Regions from separate parts of the Mus musculus genome. Here regions 1 and 2 are each linked to region 3. A link is a contact called in public HiChIP or PLAC-seq data. All regions are on one chromosome and are shown on one strand. Each heading gives the region's core, a stretch centred on a gene start, on an enhancer-like site or on the middle of the called end of the contact. The rest is flanking DNA. Distances are from core to core; before and after follow the strand shown.

Region 1 (3,736 bases), core at 702-3,201, 550 kb before region 3:
GCTGAAGAGGCTGGCCAAGCATCTGTCACTCCTGTGCCTGCTGGAATGGACCTAGGGTATGGCAGGAGGGAGCCTAGGTGGCTCAGGTGTACAAACCAGGGCACCGGTGTGGTGTCTGCTGGAGTAGAGATGGAACTTCGGAGAGACACCTTATCCACTCACAGGGTGTCATCTCCTGCTGGTCAGGGGAGGGCTCTGTCCTTGAAAGAGTCCCCTGTGGGGACCAAAATAAGTTCCCTAATGTCTCCGGCTTCTGGCTCTGGCTTGGAGAGAGGGAAGATGGTTTGGAGGGGGAGGGGCGCTGGTGAGGCTGTAACCTGGGACAGCACCAGGTGCTACCATCTGGTGTGGCCTAGGAGACCAACTCATGGAACCACTCAGCACCTTTTTCCAGAGGAGAGTCCCAGCCAGGATGGAGAGTGCCAGTCCCCGTGTCCCAGTGCAGGACGATGTGAACAAAAACTCAAAGCGGACCCTCTATTGTAGTTCTTGATTCTCGAAATGTGCTATTATTGTTTGTCTTTTTTTTTTTTTTTTTAAAGAAGGAAAAAGAGAAAAAGAATAGCAAACAAATAAAAACCTTCCAGAGGCTTGAGAAGTCAGCGTTTGTGCCTCCTTCTCTGCAGAGTCTGACCCCCGCAGCCCTGTAGGGACAGATGGCAGCTCTGTCCAGTTGTTTCTGTAGCCTGCCATTTTGCCTCTGAGCTTTTGGCTCTCCTCAGGAGACAAGTCGTCCCTGCCTACAAGCGTGTGAACTTGGGCACCTGAGCTCATTGTCCCATCAGCTTGAATAGGGCGTAGAGGATCTCCTAGGGTTGGGCTGTCGGAAAGATGCTTAAGGATGTGGTGAGTGTCCTTACCAAGTGCCTCTGAGTGCATGCAGTAAGCACTCCATAAATGCTAACTGCTACTCTTATTTCTAAAGTTTTTTTTTATTACATTGTGTGTGTGTGTGTGTGTGTGTGTGTGTGTGTGTGTGTGTGTGTGCGTGTGTGTGTGTAGGGTGAGCAATATGAATACCTGGACCAGAGTGGGAGCAGAGGGTCCCTAATGTCTCAGAGGACCGACAGGGTGACTGCAGGAGTGTGGCTGAGTGGGTGCAGGCCAGGACGCAGTGGCATGGTGGATACTGTAAGGAAGGCTGCCAGTGGGAATGGCTGATCTGATCTTTAACAAGTTCATTGTAACCGCGGTAAGGGACACAGACAATGGATGGGAGATGGGGGAGGGGAAGCAGAGGAAGCCCTTGCAATCATTAAGACCTCAGAAGATGGTGGCTGGTTTGGCCTGGAACACTAGCGGTGGTTTAGAGGCGTTGTGCGTTCTCAGGCTTACCCTGTCCAGGACTTTTAAAATCTTAGTTCTACTTGTTTTGGATAGGCAGTGTGGTCATGTGGTTCAGAGCCTAAAGGAGTGAAAAGAATACATAAAGACACCCATTGAATGTTCTCGCTCCTTCCCTTGCCCATCCACCCTGGACGCTCCTGCCATGATGGTTTTCCGAGTCTCTTTCCAATGTTTGATTCAGGCTGGGGGAAGCCACTAGGAAACATGGGATCTGGATTGCCCAGGGGGACAGCAGATCAGCTGCTTTCTGCCGGGATCAGATGTGCAGGATGAATGGGTGGGACCGCCCAAGACAGAAGAACTCTAGAGAGTCCGTGAGCTGCATTCCTGAGTGTGTGTGTGTGTGTGTGTGTGTGTGTGTGTGTGTGTGGGCTCCTCCAGCTGTCCCTACTCTGCAGCTCTCACAAGACCCATGGGAGATAGGTAGGCCAGGCATTCCGGAAGGGACGGAAGGGACCGTCAATCCAAAGTAAGGTCCTTAATGATTAACCCACTTTACCTTCAAGTGATTTGCTCTCCAAACAGAGGCCAGAGTAGCCCCTTTGTGAGTCGAGTGCTTTGCTACTAGCTGTGGCTCAAGGGTTGCTCTTCAGGCTGCTGGGAGCGGCTCTGAGGGCAGGGATGCCAGTGACCATTGCCCTGAGAGAGAAGGAAGCAGCGTGGTAAAAAGCAGTGTGAGCTCTATTGGGTCATTTGAGTAGTTGAAGGAATGAGGCTCCAAATGTCCAGTGCCACCCATCTATTTGAGAGAGAGACAGAGAGAGAGAGAGAGAGAGAGAGAGAGAGAGAGAGAGAGAGAGCATGTGCATGCCAGCAGCTGACTGGGTAAGCAAGCCTACTGACCCCAGCAGCCCCAGAAATCTACCTATCTGTACCCCCAAGAGTTACGAGCATAGGCAGCTGCTGCTCCTGGGTTTTATGTGGGTGCTGAGGATTCGAACCCAGGCCCTCACCCTTCCAGGGCAAGCATGAATTGACTCCCCAAACCTTGACAAGTTAATTTTTCCTTTTCTTTCTCTGGTGACTGGAGTCTTGCCAGAGGCCACATTCAATCCAAGTTTGTCCTACAGCCTCTTAGGCCTGGGGGCTCCCCAGAGAGTATGTTCTAAGCCTTCCTGCAGAAGAGTTAGGGAATGTTCCCGTAGTTCTCTGAGTGGTCAGGAAGAAGGCTCTGGACCTGGCCACTTGCCCTCTGGCTCCCAGCCAGTTCTAGTTTTAGAACATGTGACAAGGACTTCTATCTTCTGGTGGGGCTCAGTTCAGTTGACCACGAAGCATCTCTTCTGTGTGCCAGGTTCTCTGCGGAGCCTGCTGAGTGGCAGATGGCCTGAGACCTGTCCCAGGCCTGAGCGAAGGGCACTGTCTACCAGGCACGGAGCCCAGCTTTCCCTTGCAGGTCTGAACTGGCCCAGCTTCGAGCACCTGAATATTCAGTGACAGCTCAATGAATCCATGAATGAATGGGAAGACAGGGCAGCTCTCCAGAGAACAGCATTCCCCTATCTCCTATCAAAGCAGAGATGGCCTCCTCCCAGGTACCCTGGCAGAGCAGGCCTGGCCCAGTGGGCAGCTCTCTGAGGCCACAGGGGCAAGGAGCCAGCCAGCCTCACCACATGGCTATCCTGGAACAGAGCCGCCCAAACCTGGTCAAGCTGCCTGGACCAGTGGGGCAGGAGTCTCTGGCAGACCTGAGGTAAAGAACTAGCATCGTGAGGGAAGGCAGAAAGGAGACACTCAGGGAAGTCAGAAGAGGACAAATGAGGGATTGAAGAGGGTCCAGCATGAGAAGAAAGTGCCCAGATCTTCCCGCAGGCCTGACTTTCCTTAGGAGGGTGTTGCCAAGAGGCCTCAGGGAACTGCTGACTTCAGTCTTTGGCTCCCATCAGAATCAGCTCCATTGCATCAAAGGGGAGGGGCTGGCTTTAACCCTTCCTTGTCTGAAAAGCAAGTAGTTACAGACACTAGAAAGAGGTCTGAGCAACTGCCAGGCACCAAGGTTCAAGGCCATGTATTCAGAGAAGCCAAATACTGAATTTATCAGTTGGCTGGTGGCTTTTCTGGGGATCCCAGGCAGTGACACTTTTCTAGTTCCATCCATACTGTCTTACTTCCAGACACCCCTGAGGTCTGTGGGGTGTCTAGCTGTCCATAGGGGAGACACCTGGCCCTCTGTTACTGTGGGGTGTCCAGCTGTGTGTGTGCGTGTGTGTGTGCGTGTGTGTGTAGACACCTGGCCCTCTGTTACTGTAGGGTGTCCAGCTGTGCCAGGCAGGGGGAGACACCTGGCCCTCTGACACTGTAATTCCATCAGCTTCTGCAGATTTGCACTGTCCTCCTCCCTTGGAATTTGAGGAAAGTGCGAGGTGTCCTCCACGATAAGGACAACAAA
Region 2 (3,520 bases), core at 149-2,648, 610 kb before region 3:
GCCTTAGGGTAAGGGGTTTTGTTCACTTGGCTGACAGTCAGGGCTGTGGCTAGCAGAACCTTTCCAGGGGCCTGCAGGTGCTCCTTTTGGGGACCTGCAATCAGTGGGCTATATTAAGCCAAGAATCTCAGTTGGCAGAGTTCAGAAGGGCTAAGGTGGAGCCTCCCTGGAGCAGAGCCTTTATTGCAGAGATACAGAAAGAGTACCTACAACAGGAGTCATGAAAAGTCATGTTTGTTATTTCAAAAAAAAAAAAAAAAAAAAAAAAAAAAGCCCCTCAGTGGCCAGTCCAGGAAACAATAAAACTTATATTACAGTTTTACAGTGTTTTGATCTCTTGTGATGGGAGAAGGTGAGTCTGCTTTGTGCTGTTGGACTCCAGAAATCTCAAGCCTGTTCTCAGCTGGAGCTCCCAAGCATCACTTTCAAGACTGGGAAATCAGAGGTTAGGTGTCGGCTGCTCTCCAAAATCCAGATTCTCAGCCCAGTGCTTTGCTCTGCCATCTGACCTGTTGCATAATGCTAAGTAACTGGATTGTCTTCATGAAATTTCCGTTTTGTTCTTTGCTACCGGCCAGCAGCCCAGCTGGTGGGAATGATGTAGGTCTTCTGGGACATCCAGTGGACCGCTTTTGTCCCAGGTCTCTGGATACAGCGGCCCCTATCAACTCAAGTGTTACATTCTTTGTGCCAGGGACACTGACACAGGAGTCACACATGCTGAAACAAGATGATCAAGAATTGTTTGCGCTGCTCACAAGCAACAGGAGCTCTACCTTCCCCTCCCCCAACCTCCGCACGGGTGGCGCGGAGTTCTGAGCTCCTCCTCTTCCCCATCAGAAATAGGGGAGGGGGGTCTTAGGAAAGGAAATAGCTGATGCTCAGCGCCTAAAACCTGGCAGAAGAGGCTGGATGGAGGGGATGCTGGGGGCCCAAGACTGGCCACCTGAGTCAGTCGCGCATCCCATCCTTCGGCTGGCCAGGCCTCGCAGCAGCCCAGGCTTCGCCACGCGGTGAAGTTCTGCGGAAAGTTTTGCAGTTGCTTCGCCTCTCGCGCCAGCAGGAGAAGCTGTGACGCAGCGTCTGGGGCTCCAGGCCCGGTCTGAAAAGAGAGGGTAGACAAGGCGGGAAGGAATTAAGAAGCAGAATAGGGGAAGATAAAGAGCGCACACTGGGATCCTTGTGGACCTCGCTGATCCTCTTCTCCAGCCTTCGCCTCCTCTCCCTCCCGACACGCACTCCCTTGCGGCCGGGTCCCCAGCCCTGCGCCCCCGCGCCTCCTCCGTCCCCTCCCACGCTGCCCGCTTCCCTTCCCCTCTGCCCCTCAAACCCTCCTCCAGGGTTCTGCGCTCCTCCCTCCGCCCTCCCTCTGCGGGGCCTGCCTCCTCCCTCCTCCTCTCCGGGAGGCATCACTTCGTCCGGACCCGGAGGAGGATGCGATCCCCTCGCCGGCGGTCATCTGAGCACAGCGCTAGGGCTGTCTCTGCACGCAGCCCTGCCGTGCGCCCTCCGTACTCTCGTCCTCCGAGCGCCGCAGGGATGGTACCCATCCGACCTGCCCTCGCGCCCTGGCCTCGTCACCTGCTGCGCTGCGTCTTGCTTCTCGGGGGACTGCGTCTCGGCCACCCGGCGGACTCCGCCGCCGCCCTCCTGGGTAAGGCGCTGCCAACTTGGCCAACTTCGGGAGTCGGGCCTCTTGACTTTTCCCTCCTTTTTTTCTCCCATCTTTTCTGAAGAAGTGCGTGCGTGCGTGTGTGTGTGTGTGTGTGTGTGCGCGCGCACGCGTGTGTGTGCGTGTGTGTGTGTGTGTGTGTGTGTGTGTGTGTGTGTGTGTGTGTGACTGGATTTTTTAAATTCGTCTCCACTTTTCTGGGAGCAAGGGAGGAGATGGGAGGAGGAGCGCGCCTGGAGGTGGGGGAGGACCTGAGTGGAACCAGATGTGGCAGGCGGCGGGGGAGGGGAGCCAAGGCACCGCGGCCTGGGAGGGAGAGGGAGGGCTGGTGTCCGGGCCACCCGGACCCCCGGCGCTCGCCCCGCGCTGGTCTGGGTACCTTGATATACAACCAGAGAGCCAGAGGCGCATTGTTTCTTACTCTGTACGTGAGGGGTCAGTCTGTTCAGCGTCTGGCAATGGGGTCTTTATGTTTTCTTACTTGGTCTTTAAGGACAGCTTGTGGCAGAGGACTTATGCACCGTTCGATCGTAACCCTGTGGAACAGTTTTGTGCCAGGAGAACCGAATGCGCGTGCGTGCGTGTGTGTGTGTGTGTGTGTGTGTGTGTGTGTGTGTGTGTGTGTTCGTTTCTCACTTTGTGTGTTCAATTCTGATCAAATTGGCACTTCTCCAGAGTGGACAGTCTTTGGTGCAAAAGAGTTTCTAAAGATACAAACCACAACCCACAGAAGACCAACCACACAAGCCCCCCAAACTGCACCCTTCTCTTTTCTGTATGTTTTTTTTTGTTGTTGTGTTGTTGTTGTTGTTGTCGTCGTCGTCGTCGTTATTTTAGAACTATCTGAAATGTGAGGTCAGACAGGTCCCTCGACAAGAACCTGAACACTCATAAACATTGATAGGGTAGATCTTGGGGGGCAGAGGCACTCAGAATTTTAAAAAATGTGCTGGGTGTTGCCTCCACATCCCCTTTTTATGTTTAATTGGGGGCTGGGTCAGCGGAAAGGGATGGGACAGCAGCTGCAGCTTTGTGCTAGGACTAGAGGGCCCCCTGAAGAGTCTGAGGCCTTTGCGGTGGCCTGGTGTGCTGTGGGCATTTGCTGAGGGGAAAGGTAGGGTCAGGGTGACCCACAGTTACATAGGAGCCTCCTCTGCCCTTCCCTCCCACCTGGATCTGAAGCCTGCATACACAGGAAGCAAGCCGGAGCCCCTTGTAGCTTGGTAGCATCAGCGTGCCCCTCACCTCCCGGGGTTCTTGCCAGAGCCTTGTTCCTCTGTATAGGACACGGGACTGCAGGATTCGAGGGAGGAGGGAAAGGACAGCCAATTCCAAGAGCCTTAGCTTGGGTTTTAACGCCAGGCCCTGGGAAAGAGCTGGGCCAGAGCGCTGACTTGGTCTTTCCCCCAGGGAGCTTTTGACAGGGGGGTGGAGATGCCTGATGAGGGGCCCAGTCAGGGAGGAAAAGGAGGCTTACAGTGTCCCTGGGCTTCCTGGTCTCTGCTTCTGTCCCTCCCTGCTCTCTCAGACTGTCCTACACACAAAATGCCCATGTCTGGGCTGCTGTGTGGCCTGGATCACCCTCCTGAGCCCTGAAGAAGCCCAGCCTGGATTCACGGAGCTGGGAGTGGGGGTGGGGGAGAGGGGGTGGGGGAGAGGGGCTTTTCGCTAAAGCAACTGAACAGGAGGGTAAAAACCACACAACTTCCCTGTCACCGAACAAACACAGCACTGACCGACCCTACCCTGCCATCTTCCATGGGCCCCTCATCTGGGAGGCTGGGCTAGAACCTGATGGAAGGGGCAAGCACTCTGCAAGTTTCACCATGGGGAACCTGTGGCTCTAGG
Region 3 (3,757 bases), core at 1,154-3,653:
GAACAGCGCTCCCTCAGACTTTCATGTTTAAAAAGAAACCTTAGGCACGGAGATGAAAAAGTTCCTTGAGATTTGGAGAAAAATGCACTCAGACTGACCAAGGGCACCCTACATGTTTATTAGCACAGTTCAGTTCTCTGAAAGCATTTCCAAATGTTTTATTGCTTTTGATGTGGTGTTAGGGAATGCATGCATATGAATGTATAGGTGCATGTACACAGGTGCACAAATGTAGAAACCGACTGGAGCAGGATGCTGGTGCTGTCTTCTAACTTTCTCCTTACTTTCTTGCCTTAAGAAGAAATCTCTCATTGAACCAGGAGCTTCACTTTCCAGCTGTGCTGGCTGGCTAGTGAGCTCCCAGGATCCTCTGTCTCTGCCCATAGGCACTGGTGTGACAGGCACATGTCATGTCCTGTTTTCATGTGGATGTAGGGATCAAGCTCGGGCTCTTGTGGCTACAGAGCAGGCAGTCTTCCTAGTGAGCCCTCACTCCAGCCTCCAAAATATTTTCTTTATAGTGTTTTCCAAGTCACTGATACAGGGTAATTTAATTTCAAAATACTAGTAAAAGAAAAACCACTGGCTTCACAAATGTAGGCCACCAAGGAAAAATTGTAGCCTCGTGGTATTTTGATTCTGTCATGAAAACTAAGAATCACACAGGGAAATCTAAGTAATATATGGGACCTCATTTTGAGATGTTCAGTATTATCACCAGGGAAGCAAGGAAAACTCCTAAGACTCCTCACTCCTTGAGGAAGTGAGACCTGGGTTCTCAGCAGAATCACAGAGCCTTAGATGCCATTGTGACACAGATGGCCCACCTATATCAATGTCTCCTTTGATTGAATAGATGCTCCTAGTAACAGCCTATCTGGTCCTGATAGTACTCTTGATGTAATTTACATCCAACTGGGTCCTTGAATCATCTCTGCCCTATACCACCATGCCACTTTTTTTTACTTGTTTTTCATTGTTTTCCCAGAGCAGATGGTTACACTGTTTATTCTTTTCAAAATCCTATCACATCTCTTCTGTATTTTGTATTAGTAAGATTAAGCTAGGGGTTGGCGAGATGGCTCAGTGGGTAAGAACACCGACTGCTCTTCTGAAGGTCCAGAGTTCAAATCCCAGCAACCACATGGTGGCTCACAACCATCCATAACAAGATGATGCCCTCTTCTGGAGTGTCTGAAGATAGCTACAGTGTGCTTACATATAATAAATAAATAAATAAATAAATAAATAAATAAATAAATAAATAAAATCTTTAAAAAAAAAAAAAAAAAAAAGATTAAGCTAAAAACAAGATGTGGAACCTGGCATGGTGGTGCACAACCAAAAAACCCAGCCGTGGGGAGGCATAGGCAGGTGGATCTGCATGAGTTTAGGCCATTCTAGTCTATAAAGCCAGTTCTAGGACAGCCAGAACTATATAGAGAAACCCTGAAGAGTCAGGGGGTACACATCTGTAACTCCATGACTTGGGAGACTGAGGCAAGAGACTCACAAGTTTAAAGTCAGCCTGGGATATACAGGAAGGCCCTCAAAAAAAAAGGAGGAGGAAGAGGAGGATAAAGGAAGTGTCTATCTCAGGGAACGTCTGTCATAGAACAGTGTTCTTTGCCACACTGGCCTATGCTCCTGCCTAACAAGGAAGCACTTGATTTTCTTTCAGCATTTCTTCTACCTGTGCTCTTGGTCCTGGTCTGTTGCTCTTTATTTCACTTGTTATTTCTTTTCTCTTCTTAATTCACATCACCCTTTTCCAAATATTTGTAGGTTTATAAATATTTACTTTATCTGATTGACCTTAAAAAGAAAGTCTTCTCACCTGCTTACCAGAAGCTACAGCTCATCCCTTCACATCCCTCAGACCCATCCTCAGCCACCTCTCTTCCTCACTCTCTGTCACTACTCATAATCCAGCTTCTGGGAGTTAGTTATTATATAAATAGAACTTTTACTCACCAGATGTAATTGTTATCTAGGACGCTTACCGATAAATACACTCAATCTTTCTAGTTCTTTCTGAACTCTGGCTAGCTGGTTCAACTTGGCTATTGAGGTAGCCCAAACTCCTCTCCAAACTGATTGATTCAAATTGGCTTCTCTCACTTTCTGACTGAATTGCTCTGCTTGGAAAGATTCCCTCTGAACTCCACAAAATGAACTGCCCCAAACTCAACTCAACTCAAGTCCTCTGAATTGGCACATTCTTTCTCCCTCACTGCTCCTAAGTAGCCTCTCTTTCCTGTCTGTTCTCGTGAGAGTTGGGCAGATCCTATCTATGACTCATTCTGTCAAGTCTTCCTCTGACTTGTTACTTTGTCTTCTCCTCTTAGACATTTCAAACATGCCTGCTTTCTACAAACTAAATTCACCTATATTGTTTGGGATAAAAGGTGTGTGTACTAAGGGTGTGTCTGTATTCCACCAAGGTCATTCTGTAATCCAGAGTGTGTCTGCATTCCAACCAAATCACCTGAGGGTTTTGTTTTTTTCTTTGAATGTAAAAACAAAAGCCTTGCCTCATTTTCTGGGGAAAGTTCTCTGCAGAGGGATGTACAGAGGAACTGGACATCAATAATCTAGGCTGAGTTCCTTGTTCACAGCTCTCTCTATTTTCTTCCCATAGGTGGATCACTTGGATAAGAATGGACAGTGTGCTTTGGTTCATGCTGCTCTGCGAGGTCATCTAGAGGTTGTCAAGTTTCTGATTCAGTGTGACTGGACAATGGCTGGCCAGCAGCAAGGAGTGTTTAAGAAGAGCCACGCCATCCAGCAGGCCCTCATTGCTGCAGCCAGCATGGGTTACACTGAGGTAAGAAAAAAAAAAGGACCTAAGAAACTGTGGGGCAAAGACTTGAATGATGCAAAATTGCCAGCCACACTGGTGAAAAGTTTTTAATCACTTTTGTGATGAACAGGGGATTAAACTCCACAATACTCTAATACTACGTACCTAGAATTATGTGCGTGGAAAAACTTAAGAGTCAGAAAAGAGTTTGGAAAAAAAAAAAAAGAAAAGAGTTTGGAAATTGTCACAGCTTCTCCCACACTTTCTGTGACACTAAAACACAGAGGAGTTACTGACCTGTAGACATATGGTCAGACATTTTGGGACAAGAAGGATGCACCCCACAGAACCTCAGAATGGTTGATTTTGGTCCAAGATGGTACAGTTTTCTTACTGCCTTAGAACCCTAGTCTTCATCCATAAAGTTACTGAAGTCTTTTTACAAGGCTGCTATGAAGGATGCTCTAAATAATTAATACCATACAGATGGCATTTTCTACATTATTAATAAGTGTGGCAAATTCATGGACTTGGTAGTATTCTGTGAAATGTTAAGTAACTGACAATGAGGAAAGGAAAAGACTATAACCAGGGAGCAGGTACACAGCTGCTTATGCTTATTATAAATTTTACTAATCTAAGGAATGGGCTACACTGTGACAAACAGTGTTCTCAATTGAATGGTTAATTGAGTGTTGGCTTTGGTCAAATATGAATCTGTAGCCAACCTGTGGTTGCAACCTATGATGTAACAAGTAGAATTGCATCTAATTTGCTTTTTCCCAGTAATTTTACGGCCATTGACTCTGATGTTGGATTTACTGTTAACTGTCTCTCACCTGTACTGATTAAAATGAAACGCATTGGGCCGGGCGTGGTGGCGCACGCCTTTAATCCCAGCACTTGGGAGGCAGAGGCAGGCGGATTTCTGAGTTCGAGGCCAACCTGGTCTAC

What was found. HiChIP or PLAC-seq counts read pairs in DNA pulled down with a chosen protein or histone mark.
Region 1: a contact with region 3 is called in an H3K27ac HiChIP or PLAC-seq map of extraembryonic endoderm stem cells. The contact joins two enhancer-like sites. A contact is called at or near these places in 1 of 15 datasets of contacts at CTCF or cohesin (the NIH/3T3 cell line), 42 of 484 Hi-C or Micro-C datasets (the AtT-20 cell line, B cells, the C2C12 cell line and 31 more), 27 of 115 datasets of contacts at active chromatin or transcription factors (SST interneurons, bone marrow-derived macrophages, cardiomyocytes and 19 more) and 3 of 9 other capture datasets (adipose tissue, liver and pancreatic islet).
Region 2: an H3K27ac HiChIP or PLAC-seq map of embryonic stem cells shows a contact between it and region 3, with 7 times the contacts expected there. The contact joins the promoter of Mrc2 here to the enhancer-like site in region 3. A contact is called at or near these places in 11 of 39 promoter capture datasets (the 3T3-L1 cell line, the C10 cell line, the HPC-7 cell line and 6 more), 1 of 484 Hi-C or Micro-C datasets (bone marrow-derived macrophages), 15 of 115 datasets of contacts at active chromatin or transcription factors (the NIH/3T3 cell line, astrocytes, bone marrow-derived macrophages and 10 more) and 1 of 9 other capture datasets (liver).

The regions. Positions count from the first base shown.
Region 1 is chr11:105,350,545-105,354,280 of GRCm38.p6, forward strand. It overlaps Mrc2 (mannose receptor, C type 2), which reads left to right. Exons shown (of 30, transcript NM_008626.3): 30 at 1-601. Among named protein-coding and RNA genes, the nearest start is that of Mrc2, 60 kb to the left of the region's middle. Within about 2 kb of position 1,952, at least 69 of the 459 cell types and tissues checked have an H3K27ac peak or open chromatin away from gene starts, as enhancers often do. A contact at or near this core is called in extraembryonic endoderm stem cells, where this site is marked.
Region 2 is chr11:105,291,248-105,294,767 of GRCm38.p6, forward strand. Mrc2 (mannose receptor, C type 2) reads left to right here and starts at 1,399. Exons shown (of 30, transcript NM_008626.3): 1 at 1,399-1,654. The coding sequence starts at 1,540.
Region 3 is chr11:105,897,043-105,900,799 of GRCm38.p6, forward strand. Tanc2 (tetratricopeptide repeat, ankyrin repeat and coiled-coil containing 2) reads left to right here. Exons shown (of 26, transcript NM_181071.3): 17 at 2,642-2,827. Among named protein-coding and RNA genes, the nearest start is that of Cyb561, 46 kb to the right of the region's middle. Within about 2 kb of position 2,404, at least 19 of the 459 cell types and tissues checked have an H3K27ac peak or open chromatin away from gene starts, as enhancers often do. A contact at or near this core is called in embryonic stem cells and extraembryonic endoderm stem cells, where this site is marked.